Linked DNA regions of Mus musculus: region 1 is linked to region 2. The links are chromatin contacts, called in public promoter capture Hi-C maps. All regions are on one chromosome and are shown on one strand. Each heading gives the region's core, a stretch centred on a gene start, on an enhancer-like site or on the middle of the called end of the contact. The rest is flanking DNA. Distances are from core to core; before and after follow the strand shown.

Region 1 (6,588 bases), core at 1,940-4,439, 56 kb before region 2:
TTATTCCCTGTGGGTGTTCTGCTGGCTTTGGTAAGTTCTGGGTTCCCATGGCCTTCAGAGGAGGTCCTGACCTGTGGCACATGAGCCATGAGTGGCAAACTTGAAGCAGACAGCCTCCCTTCTCTGTGGGTGACAGCCTCCTTGTGCAAACTGGGCAATTCTTCCCAATGAGAAAGTGAGGCATCTAAGGGCCGCGTTTGGACATTCTGGTGTATTGTTAAGGAAATAGAGCTGAGTTTCCTGGGCATAAAGCTATTGGGAGGCATGGAACTCAGGGACCCCGTGGCAGTGCCCTGTTGGGACATACTACAGGCCCTGGATCTAATGCTTGGCTGTTTGGAATTCTCTAGGACACTGCTTTGGGGGAAGGCATCCAAACGCCCAGTCTTCTTGATGACAGGGATGAGGGGGGACACATCTGCAGTGAGCTTTTGGTGGGTGTGGTGCCCCAGCATGTGGCTGTGAGAGAAAGATGTTCTGGGGCCTGGAGCCCTGTGTGGCTGCATCTCCGGAGGAGCAGGTGCGAAGGCGTGGTTCATCCAGGCTGTCCAGCTTTCCCTAAGGCAATCACAAGGGAGGAGGGAGGGACAAGGACAAAGTCTCAGCTCTCAACCAGCAGGTGGCGCTGCCAGCCTGAGGGAACCTAGCGTGAGGGCCTTAGGGGAGTTTGTGTTTTCCTATGGCCCAACAGCTTCCACCTGCTGCAGATTGACACACACCTCATACAGCTGCCCAGTCTGCAGCCACATTATAGGCACTGCCATCAAACAACTTGCCCCTGACATCAGAGAACCCAGCATGGAGTTTAGCTGTCTCTTTTCCCTGGTTCCGGAGGGTGGATGCTCTCCCTGGACAGCTCTGTGGAGGTTACATATGAATTCAAGGACTCTGGAGGAAGGCAATCTTGCCTGTCTCTTGCAGAAACCACCATAGCAATGAAAACAAGAGTCCAGGTATCTGGGTCAGAGACTGTGGGATGTCCAGGTGGCCTGAGAACAGAGTCTGAACCGGGAGTCCCTGCACCCCACTAGGAAAGAGCCCCTGAGCTGGAGTATTGCTGGTGAGAGACATTTGGGGGAAGCCTGAATAGGGTGGATGTCAGCTGAAGGAAACTGTGCCTGGCATCAGGCAGCTCCTAAGGACAGCCCACAGATGAGAAGGGAGAGCCTCCTTTTGAAAGCCCCAGCACAGGACTTCCAGGCTCTGCTTGGCAGAGTAGAGATAAGGCTGAAGGTGAACAGGGTCCAGGAGAGGCTGCAAAGCTGTTCGGGTCCTGCAAGATAACTTGATGCTCGCTGCTCTTAGGAACAACCATTTCAAAGACAGCTTGAAAGGGGAAATGTTGGGAACGGATCTGAGAGTACTGGATCCGTGGGGCGTGACTGAAGGACTCTGAGGTCTGGGCAGTGGGTCAGGGATGAGGTTGGAAAAGGCTGCCTGGGGGCAGGGAGTTGAGAGAAAAGGGGGTCCCCAGCTCGATGATCCAGTGTTGACAGGTGACAGGTTGACAGGTAGTCGAACCATACTCCCCAAGGTGGTCTCCAGGGTCCCCAGGGGGCTGACTGGTGCTGCCTCTGGGACAAAGTTATCTCCATTACTTTCAACACCACAGGCCAAGACTGGCCGGGGGGGGGGGGGGGAGGGCAGGGGAGAGGCGGGGGAGGTGAGGGCTGCCAGTAGAGAGTGGTATCGCATCCGTCTCTCTGAAGTTTGGAACAGGAGAAGCAGGATGCAAGGGGGCTCTTGTTCTGCCTTAAGGGATGGCTTTAGCCTATCATCTCTGGCCATGTATTTCTCTCAACTGTCCAGCCTCTCTGCCTCTTCTCCATTAGGCATATCCCTGCCGCCCTGACCTCTCTTGCCCACTGTTCCCACCACATGCACCTGGGCACACCGTGTTCACCCTTCGCTTAGCCACAGACCCAAGGACCAGAACTCCTGAGGTCACCTTGTTCTTGTGTCACTAGATCCTTGCCTCCTCAGTGAGCCCCGTGTCCTGTGAACACCTTGGTTCTACCCTCCCCACATACCCACACACACACACACACACACACACACACACAAACAGGCAGGCACACCTACCTGGATCAGAAGACAGAAAAGAAGCCGGTGGTTTTCAGTCAAGGAAGCTGACCTCTTGCAGACCCCACCCACTCCTCTGCACCCAGAGGCTAGCCATGTGGCCGGGCTCAGAGACCTCTCTTCTCTGGGTCCTCTCTTGAGCTTTCACTAAGCCTCCTGATCATAGTCCACTAGCTGAGGGCCCAGTTCTCCCCTGACCTGTCCCTCTCGCTGGACTGGGCTCCGGGCAGGGAGGCTCTGGCCTCTTGAGAGTGGGTGGCAGTGAATGGCTGCTCTGAGTCTCTGGAATCCTACAGAGCTATGGGCGTCAGCCAGCTGAGCTGCCCTATACGCGCAGAGCCACCTAGGGAGGGGATGGCACATAACCCATGTGTCCTTGTCTCCAAGACTGGACCCTTGAGAAGTGTCACCAGTAAGAGAGAACTGAGCTACTCCAACGGTGATGTCCCTGTTTGTCTCATGCCCTCCCACTTTCCCTCTGCAACCACCTAAGACTTTGCTGACCCCAGGGCCATCTGTGTCCATGCTCCTGCGGTTGTGCTTCATGTTGGGATTTCTGTGTATACAACTGTACCCTTCAAATCCATTCTCTGAGACCCATCCTGCTTCAGACAGATCCTCTGCTAAGTAAGACTCGGGGTATGAAGCTAGCCAGCCCCGGGCCAGACCTCAAAGAAATCCACAGACCTACCCCAGCTGTCTCTGGTGAGGCAGATCCTCAGCAGCCTGTGGCCACTGGGCTAAGAACCTTTTCCTGGGTTCCCCAGCACCAGGCTGCTCTGTCACATGATAGTATGAGAAGGACCGTGGTGGGAAGAGACGCCATTGGCTGGGTACTTACTCTGTGCCAGGGACTGAGCCAGGCTGGAGAAACTCAGAGTCTTCTGCCAAAGCCAGGCCCGTAAGCAGATGGGCACAGCATCTCAGCCACAGAGTGCAGGCCACAGACGTGCCCTAAACACTCACTCTGAGCCAGGAGCCAAGCCCAACGTTCTCTTGGCATGTCCTCGACCCATCATCTTGCCACTTCCTTTCTGCCATACCCCACAACACTGGGGGCTCTGGCCTGCTTTCCTGTGAGCTGCTCGCCTTGGCGAGTGAGCTTCTGGCCGGCCAATAGAACTTTCTGTGATAATGGAAATGTTCTATGTGTCCACTGTCCAATAAAATAGCCACCAGCCACAGGCGGCTCCCGAGCACTTACCACTATTCTATGATGACCAAGGACCTGGATTTTTTTTTTCAATTTTATTTCATTTGAATGTCCATCTACCATATTGGACAGCAAAGTCCTGAAAGACGCAGATCTTATCCTTCTCTGGGTCCCAGGGCCTAACAAGAATCACTCAGCATGTTTCTCACAGTGACTGAATGATGAACGTGTGGGCCCAGGATCCTCTTCTCTTCTCATCCCATTCTCATCCCTCTGAGCCTTAGGTTGCCATAGCTGGCTATGCCCTGGTTACCAGGCAACCTGCAAGCAATCACAGTGGAGGGGGAGGGGCGCTGTCTGAGTTCTTTCCCCTCCCTACATGTTTTGAGGCCCTGAGAAAAGAAAGAGGTGGCAAAATCAGCCTGGACACCCTGGGGAGCCGGCTCTGTAGGGCCTACACTGCCTTATTACCTCCTGGAGATCAAGCAGCTGGGTGGGGCTGAAGTCAGGGGCCCTGGGTTCTCCTTGCCTGACCACTCATTATAAGACTCCTGTCCAATAGGCCAGGAGGTGGTGGCACACACTTTTAATCCCAGCACTAGGAGGTAGAGGCCGGTATCAGTAAGTTCCAGAACAGCCAGGGCTTTACACAGAAATCCTGTCCCGGAAAAAAACAAGCAAACAAAAAAACCAAACCTAACAACAATAACAAAACCCTCCTAGTTCTCAGCTGTCTTCTCAGTTAGAGATTAGATGCCCTGAAGTGATTTCTTCCAGCCTGAAGATCTAGAATCCACCCCGCCTCCCTCCTTTCAGAGCAAGACCCGCGTCCCATCCATCTCTGTCTTTCGCCTGCTGGTCTGCCTCCTTTCCCTCCAGGGTTGACTGACCATCTCTGAGCAAACCTCTTGTCATTTTTTCTATCTGCAGCCGCTGTAGCCGAGACATTTGTACTCAGCGTCATGTATATAGGTATAGAATACAGTCCTATACATCGAGTACTTACTGAGAATAATTCAAAGGAATTGATCCATTTTGCCTGGGGATTGGTATAGTGACAGAGCTCCCGGCTGACGTGCATAAAACTCTGAGTTCAGTCCCCAGAGCCACAGAAACAACAAAACAGAATAACACCAAATAGATAACATTAATTTGAAAAAAAGAAATTTATTTTAAAATAATTCTTTGGTACACGTAAAAGTTTACCATTTGTTAAAGACAAAGGCAAATTTGCATATTAATGAGGTAGAGATGTTCGTTTGTTTTTATGAAACTAAATCTTAGCTGTTTCAGTGGGTTTTTTCCTAGAACTGATGGATATTTTGATTGTATCATTGGCAATGCTCAGACTGCCATTTTGCATAAATTAAAATAATAGCAAATGGCCTGTATTCAGAAATTGTTAGAAATGTGTTACCCTACTCCCAAGTCAGATCTCCCTTAGTCTTCTTCTGAAACTCCAGACAGCAGCTGAAGCAGATGTTTTTGTTTTAGATGGGGTCTTACATATACCAAGTTGGCCCTAAACTTCCAAAAATGACCTTGAACTGGTGTCCTCGGGCCTCCAGTGATGGTGGCTGCGATTACGGGCGGGCTCTGCCACACCTGGTTTATGCACAGCCATGGACTGAGCTAAGTTTCTACTTAGCCAATAAGGAGCAACTGGAGGAAAATGCTGACTTCGTTTTCCATCATGTTTCTACATTAGCAGCAAAGACATTGCAATTTACAATGTACCATAGCGTCTGTGAGCTTTTAGGTGGTATTCCTCGGCAGTGTATGGCATGCGTCGGTCAAAGTGTGCACATCGAACGTTCAATACTAACACACAAGAGTTGGCAGAAACAGCCCAGATTCATTTTGAGTTCGATGATTCAGGGTTGTTGTGCATTCAGAAACCTTTTGCTGCTGGGCGGTGGTGGCGCACGCCTTTAATCCCAGCGCTCGGGAGGCAGAGACAGCCGGATTTCTGAGTTCGAGGCCAGCCTGGTCTACAAAGTGAGTTCCAGGACAGCCAGGGCTATACACAGAAACACTATCAAGAAAGAAAAGAAAAGAAAAAGAAAGCTTTTGCTGTTGCCCAGTTTTCTCCACTCCCACATTTATTTTCTGGTGGCCACCCACAGTTTCCAAACGTGGGGCTTAGCAGAGTTGGTTGCCGCAGCCCCACCTCAATTACAAACTTGGGTCCAGCTGCCCTCTAGTGGCCAGAAATGGTACTGTGCACCTGTGCATTTTCCCACCAAACACTGAGACGCTTTCAAGGGTCCTCCAAAAACAGACACCTTCACTCCAATCTTTACGGTGGCCCCCCTGACAAAGAGTGCGTGCTATGATACCTCTCAAACTTGTGTGTTCTGCAGCCACGTGAATTGGAACATCTCTTTGTCTTTCTGGGCCCCACATTGTTCTATAATAGGGGTAGGCTTAGATAGCATGGGTGACAAACTTCCAAAACCCTAGAGGCCGTGACACTAAGAACTAGTTTCTCATTCATGGCTCCTGTCCACAACACCATGAACCAACTATGTCCCACGTCACCTTTGCTCTAGGGCCCTCCAGGTCATTATTGCCAGGGGTTGTGACAAACTGCAGATTAATGAATCCCCTTGCCAGCCACTAATGGCTTTGATTTAATTAGAACTCATTGGCCAGAACAAGCTGGATGAGCCGCCCATTACTAGAAGGCAGGAAGGTAAACTTCTATGGCACACTGAGAGCTGAGGAGCCAGGACTGTTTGGTAAGCAGTGGTATGGACACATTTCAGGCTGAGAGTGACCTCGGGGAGCCTCAAGTCTCGCCCAGCGCTGTTACTGTACACTGCCCTCACTCTATGGGAGCTATGAAAACCGATGACTCTGGAGGTAGGCAGCTTGGTGGTGGATGGTGTGCCTAACATGTAGAGGATGCTGAATTCAGCCATAAACATACAGATCTACAAACACACACACATGCACAAACACATATATGCACACACACAAGCATACACACACACGTTTGCACACACACAGTTGCAGCCTTAAAATTTCTATTTTCAGGCTGGAGAGATGGCTCAGCGGTTAAGATCACCGACTGCTCTTCCAGAGGTCAACTCCTGGCAACCACATGGTGGCTCACAACCATCTGTAATGAGATCTGATGCCCTCTTCTGGTGTGTCTGGAGAGAGCAATGGTGTACTCATATACATAAAATAAATCTTTTTTTTTTTTAATCTATTTGCTTGTCTATTTACCCCCATGGTTTCTTTCGATTGCCAAAAACCTGTGGGAAGCTACTCAAAGCCACAAAACCAGAGAGGGTCTTGCCAGAGTCACACAGAGTCCAAAGCATGGGCTAGGCTCTCAGATCTCC
Region 2 (6,455 bases), core at 746-3,245:
CCCATCTGGATAGTGAGAGGTAATCTCTACCTCCTGGAAGGAATGGATTATGAATCTGTCCTTCAGAGAAAGGTCTTGATTTATTTCACTGGTTTTTGGGGGGTGGGTTGTCTTTGTTTTGTTTTTTGAGAGAACATCTCATGTGGTTCGAGCTGGTCTTGAACTCCTAATCCTCAAGTCTACAGGTATGCACGACCAGAACCAAATTGCCAGCTTTCCTTCCCTTCTTCTTCTTCCTTCCCTTCCCTTCCCTTCCCTTCCCTTCCCTTCCCTTCCCTTCCCTTCCCTTCCCTTCCCTTCCCTTCCCTTCCCTTCCCTTCATTCCTTTCTTTTTCTTTTTTTCTTTTTCTTTTTCTTCTTTTTTTGTTTTTTGTTTTTTTTTCCAAGACAGGGTTTCTCTGTGTAGCCCTGGCTGTCCTGGAACTCACACTGTAGACCAGGCTGGCCTCGAACTCAGAAATCTGCCTGCCTCTGCCTCCCAAGTGCTGGGATTAAAGGTGTTCTTTCTTTTCTTGAAACAGAATTTTCCAATAAAGACTGGGCTAGCCTGGAACTCACCGTGTAGACCTGTGGTTCTCAACCTAGGGGTTGGGTGTCGAATATCCTACATATCAGATATTTACACTACGATTCATGACAGTAGCAAGATTACAGTTATAAAGGAGCAATTAAACAATTTTATGGTGGGGGTCACCATGAGGAACTATGTCACAGGGTTGCAGCATCAGGAAGGTTGAGGACCTCTGATTTAGATTAATTTTGCCTCAAGGAATCCCCCTGCTTTGTCCTTAGTGTGTGAAAGGACACTATTTTGTTCTGTTTGCTTTTTGAGACAGGGTCTCAGCACATTGCCCTGGCTGGTCAAAGTTGTGAGCCCAAGTGGTCCTCCTTCTTCAACCTCTCCGCAAGCCTTCAGTACTGCTATGCCATTGCTGGCACCAAGAAGACCTTTTTGTTGTTGTTGGTTTTTTTTTTTTTTTTGTTTTTTTGTTTTTTTTTTTTTTCTCGAGACAGGGTTTCTCTGTATAGCCTTGGCTGTCCTGGAACTCACTTTGTAGACCAGGCTGGCCTCGAACTCAGAAATCCATCTGCCTCTGCCTCCCAAGTGCTGGGATTAAAGGTGAGTGCCACCACTGCCTGGCTCCAAGAAGACCTTTTGACCTTAACCATAGCAACTGAGGCAGGGAGAGGCAATGACTGGCATCAGGGTCATATTCTCCTTAGCAGCTCAGCGGGGGAGTGGTGGAATGGGGCATTGAGCCATGCCTCCTCATTCTTTCCCTAAGCTTGTGAAAGGACCTGGGAGTCCCAGGGAGTGAGAGTTGAGGACAGACAGGGGAGTACAACTGGCCTGGTCCCCAGGACCTGCTCAGCCTTCTATAGCAGAGGCCGCGGAGGGGAGCCGACCACTTGAGGGCTCTGGCCAGACTGTTTCCAGAACTGGGACATCCTAGGACCCCAGCCAAATGTCCAGGTTTTAGAATCAGGGCACATGCTCTGGGGCAGACCAGAGAGGGGTTGATCAAAGCTTGATTCTGCCATTTTTGTGTTGGGGGTCCTTATTGTGCCTTCCTCATTCATGTCAGGACCAGACACAGGAATGGAACATTGGGGCGTGTGTGTGTGTGTGTGTGTGTGTGTGTGTGTGTGTGTGTGTGTGTGTTTGTGAGTCCCTTCCCAGTGAATTCCAGGCTGCTTTGATCTCTATGCCTCTGTCCCCTTACTTAAAAAAGCAGGGAATCGCTCATCCAAGGTTGCCAAGATCCGAATCCCCAGATCTTAAGCTGAGCCCCCTCGAGGGCCCAATTCCGACAACAGTTTGAGGGAGGTCTTGGAGAGGGTCCCTGGTCGGGCGCGCTTGCTGCACTGACCTTACAGAACCCCTCCCTCCCGGCGCAGCGGCCGCGCTCCTCCCCCGGTTCTGCCTCCCTCCCGCCCTCCTCCCCTCGCTCCCTCCCGCCCGCCCGAGCCCGCGCCGAGCCCGCGCCGGAGCCGGAGCCGGAGCCAGAGCGCGGGCACCGCGGAGCGGGCGGCGGGAAGACAGAGGTGTCCGGCGACCCGCCGCCCGGCGCAGTCTCCAAAAGACCCAGGCCCCGCACGCCCTCCCGGGTCAGAGGGAGCTGGGGACTGTGCAGGCGAGCACTCGCCGCCCGCCTCCACCGTGCGCAGTCCGAGGTGAGCCCCGGAGGAAAACGCGCCCACCGGAGATCCAGCCCCGCGTACTCTACACCGAGCTCACTTGTGTCTGGAACCGCAGACGCACCAGGAGGCGTCGGCGGGGAGACTGCGCGGGCAGCTGGGCGACCGAGCGACCGGTCCCGGAGGGCTGGGGGAGCCTGGCAGAGCGGCCACGCGCCGAGCCATGCGCCGGGCGCAATAGCAGAAGGAGCGGGCTGCATGGAGCGCGCTGGGGCGCGGGGACAGCGCTGTGGCCGGCGCTCGCATGGGCTCCCGCTCGCACTCCGACTGGCGCTGCTGCTGGCAGGGTCGCCGTCGGGCCGCGCGGGGGCTCCCGAGGAGCAGGAGATCGCAGGGTCCGGTACCGTGGCACCGGCGGGAGGCGACCGCTGCCGCGGCTATTACGACGTGATGGGCCAGTGGGACCCGCCCTTCAACTGCAGCTCGGGCGTCTACAGCTTCTGCTGCGGCACGTGCGGCTACCGCTTCTGTTGCCACGACGGCCCGCGCCGCCTGGACCAGAGCCGCTGCTCCAACTACGACACACCGGCCTGGGTGCAGACTGGCCGGCCGCCCGCCCGCGCCCGTGACACCGCCGCCCCGCGCGACCCGGCCCGGGAGCGCAGCCACACTGCGGTCTACGCGGTGTGCGGTGTCGCCGCTCTACTCGTGCTGGTCGGCATCGGGGCGCGCCTGGGCCTGGAGAGAGCGCACAGCCCCCGCGCTCGGCGCACGGTGACCAGGTGAGTGCGCCCGCTTGCCTGCCCGCCCGTCCTGTCTTCACTGTCCCTAGCTGGCTCCAAATTTCACTGCAACTGCATCCTTCTGGACCCTCTAAATCTTTGGCCTCTCCGCAGTCCCTTTCTCTTTTTGTTTTGTTTTGTTCTTTTGGACCTCTCTCCCCCGTCTCTGCTTCACAGAGGGAGATAGATACCTGATAGCTCTCTCTCCCCTTGACCTTCCCTGCCTGTACTGGGCTCTGGATCCTCCTTGTGGCTCTAACCTCCTCTGCGGAAGACAAAAAGTCGCTGTCCAAGGAATGAGGCACGGACGATGGTCAGGAAAGCCACTGGACTGGGGCAGTTTTAAGGTGGTCGTGGGCTTAGCGAAGGGAGAGGATGCTTGCCGGGTTCCCTTGCTGCATCTCCCTCTCCCGCCCTCCTCCCACCTCCATCCATTTCCCCAACCCAGTGTGACTCAAACCTGACCTTCATTCCTTGGAATTTCAGAAGCATCCCCTCCCCAGTAAAACCCCGCCCCCCCGCAAAGGTTCCCCCCCCCCCCGCAAAGGTCTGGCTTTCCAGCTGCTCAGAATGGGAGTGTGGAGGGATGTAGACCTGTGTTTTAGAGACCTGCCAGATGCTGGCTAAGTTTTGAGTTTATTTTGACTTGTCAGCCGAATGGGAACGCTGGGAGCTGAAATTCTGTCCTGACCATGGCTGGATCTCTTCCACTTAGGCCCCCCAGCAAATCCCCTGCCCTGTTTGTGCTCTCCCTTCCTTTCCACCCAGGTCCCAGCCCCACTGGGCATGTAGACTGTTGGCACCACATGCAACAGGCAGCAAGTGGGAGTTATAATAAAGAGCTGCCCCTTCTCCCCCTCCCCCACCATACACATGTGGTGGACCAGATGTGCACAGGGGCAGATCATGAGAGTAGTTGCCCCCAGACCACTTAGCCCATCCCTTCCAGACACCTGGAGGGCAGAGAGGGTGATGAGCTGTCCCCATAGACAACCCAGCCGTCAGCCCAGCTGCCTGCAGTACCCAGGACCCATGATTTTCTCCCACTTGGCCTGACCCTCCTGGTGGGGCTGAGTTATGGCTGATTAACGAAGAGGCACACTGAAAGACACCTGAGGTGGCCAAGGATCAGCTGCAAGGCGTCTGCAGGTTGCCTAAGATGACCTCGCCTTTCCCACTCCTCAGCCGCTTGTGCCAATTATCCCACCACCTATCCCACCACCAGGCACTTTGTGTTTCTTTGAAGCCACTGGATTGCAGCGGGAATTAGCAGGGGCTTCTGAATGCTGCAGGGGCAGAAACTCAGCCTCTGAATGTGGGAATCTCTCTTCCAGGACAAAGGTGGACAGTGGGGAGGCCAGAGAGATAGTGGGAGCCAGAGACCCACTGTAGTATAGGGGTGGCTGGGCCAGTCTATAGCTGACTTGTTCATCTGCAAAGCTCCACCTGCAAGCCCAGGTTTGGTTGTGTGCTCACAACCATGTGCTTTGACTCTCTTCTCTGGGCTCCTGGGCAGTGTGTTCTGAATCCCCTGCCCACGTTTCTCTCTCATTCAGCCATGCTGATTCTGACAGCTAGGGAAGGATGGCTAGAGGGGTTGGAGCGGACTGGAGTCGGGCCTTGGAGAATCCGTGCAAAGGCCCAGAGGCTCGAGGCTCCTTCCTTTCCTACACAGAACTGACTTATCAGTGCTAGCCCAGTGGTGGGATAATTGGCACGAGCGGCTGAGGAGTGGGAAAGGCGAGGTCATCTTAGGCAGCCTGCAGACACCTTGCAGCTGATCCTTGGCCACCTCAGGTGTCTTTCAGTGTGCCTCTTCGTTAATCAGCCGTAACTCAGCCCCAGAAGGAGGGTCAGGCCGAGTGGGAGAAAATCATGGGTTCTGGGTTCTGCAGGCAGCTGGGCTGAAGGCTGGGTTATCTACGGGGATGGCTCAGTCAGACACTGTCACAGCTGGTGGGGGCTGGGTATTCTGGATACCCAGGGAGGCAGCTGCCCAAGGTCATACAGCCTTTGGGTGTTGGGCTGCCACAGAGGGATCTCCATGGCTCCCCTCTTTTCCTTGTTGTCTGCCTTCTTTGTCCGTATGCCAGCGAGGCCCCAGGCCTGGCAGAAGCCCACACAGCGGGAGTATAGGTAAGGGAGATCTTGGAGGAGGGACTCCAGCAGCATTTGAAGAATAAGAAGATGGGATAAGGAAGAGGAGGAAAAAGAGGAGGAGGAGGAGGACGAGGAGGACAAAGAGGAGGAGGAAGGGGAGGACGTGGAGGAGGAGGAAGGGGAGGAGGAGGAGCTGGGACAGGAGGCTCAATGGGGAGGGTCTTGGAGAGTGAACTCCAGGAAGGAGCCTCAGGAACAGGAGGTGGCCCTAGTTACGTATGACCTCATTAGTTTCCTGACCTGCTTTGGGAGATGGCCATCTTGGGCCGTAAGTGAGGCAGGCCATGCCTGGTAGGAGGACTGAGCTATCTGAGGTCACTAGAAAGAACAGAAGGGAGGACTGAGAGGTTGAAAGAACTATCCAGAGATACAAAGCGAGACCACTGGGAACTGGAGAGAGGACATAGCGGTTAAGAATACTAGCAGCGCCGGGCAGTGGTGGCGCACACCTTTAATCCCAGCACTCGGGAGGCAGAGGCAGGCGGATTTCTGAGTTCGAGGCCAGCCTGGTGTACAAAGTGAGCTCCAGGACAGCCAGGGCTATACAGAGAAACCCTGTTTCGAAAAACAAAAACAAAAACAAAACAAAACAAAAAAAAAGAATACTAGCTGCTCTTGCAGAGGACCCAAGTTCAATTCCCAACAACCACATGTTGGCTTATGATAGCGGTTCTCAACCTGTGGGTCATGAGTCCTGGAGATGGGGAGAGTCAAGCGATCCCTTCACAGACTGTTGGAAAATACAGATTTATTATAGAACATTACGATTCATAACAGTAGCAAAATTACAATTATGAAGTAGCAGTGAAGATAATCTTATAGTCCGGGGTCACCACAACATGAGGAACTGTATTAGATTGTTGCAGCATTAGGAAGGTTGAGAATTACTGGCTTATGAGCATCTGTAACCCCATTCTAAGACTCTTATGTCCTCATCTGGCCTCCGAGGGCACCAGGCACACATGCAGTATGAAGATGTACATGCAGGCAAAATACCCATATACACAAAATAATAAAAAATAATAAAACAGGTGAGGCCATGGTGGCAACGGCCAGCCTTTGATGAGATTAGGTCCTGGCTGATGGAGAGGCACAAGCTGCAAGCCCCCTCAACATCTCTCTGTCTCCACAGGACACTGACAGAACTTCTCAAGCAGCCAGGTCCCCAAGAACCACTGCCTCCGCCTCTGGGTCCACCCTTGGGTAACTGCGTCCAGGTACAAATGGGTGACGGTGTTCTCCGGGGTTCCCCCCACAACAGCACAGGTGAGTGTTAGGTGAGCATTGGCTCACCTACACCAAGGCGGAGGAGGAGGAGGTGGGAGAGTTGGCTAGCTGGAGGAGAGTGGAACAGCTACATTTCATATATAAATG

The links. Capture Hi-C pulls out chosen DNA fragments and counts their contacts.
Region 1: a contact with region 2 is called in a promoter capture Hi-C map of adipose tissue. The contact joins the promoter of Septin3 here to the promoter of Shisa8 in region 2. A contact is called at or near these places in 1 of 39 promoter capture datasets (the SN4741 cell line), 2 of 484 Hi-C or Micro-C datasets (embryonic stem cells and pre-B cells), 2 of 115 datasets of contacts at active chromatin or transcription factors (embryonic stem cells and pancreatic cancer cells) and 3 of 9 other capture datasets (adipose tissue, liver and pancreatic islet).

The regions. Positions count from the first base shown.
Region 1 is chr15:82,265,403-82,271,990 of GRCm38.p6, reverse strand. Septin3 (septin 3) reads right to left here and starts at 3,189. Exons shown (of 12, transcript NM_001368785.1): 1 at 2,924-3,189; 2 at 1-558. The coding sequence starts at 539. Gm52180 (a long non-coding RNA gene) reads left to right here. Exons shown (of 3, transcript XR_003951511.1): 3 at 6,275-6,452.
Region 2 is chr15:82,208,355-82,214,809 of GRCm38.p6, reverse strand. It overlaps Shisa8 (shisa family member 8), which reads left to right and starts at 1,995. Exons shown (of 4, transcript NM_001207021.1): 1 at 1,995-2,921; 2 at 6,214-6,347. The coding sequence starts at 2,398.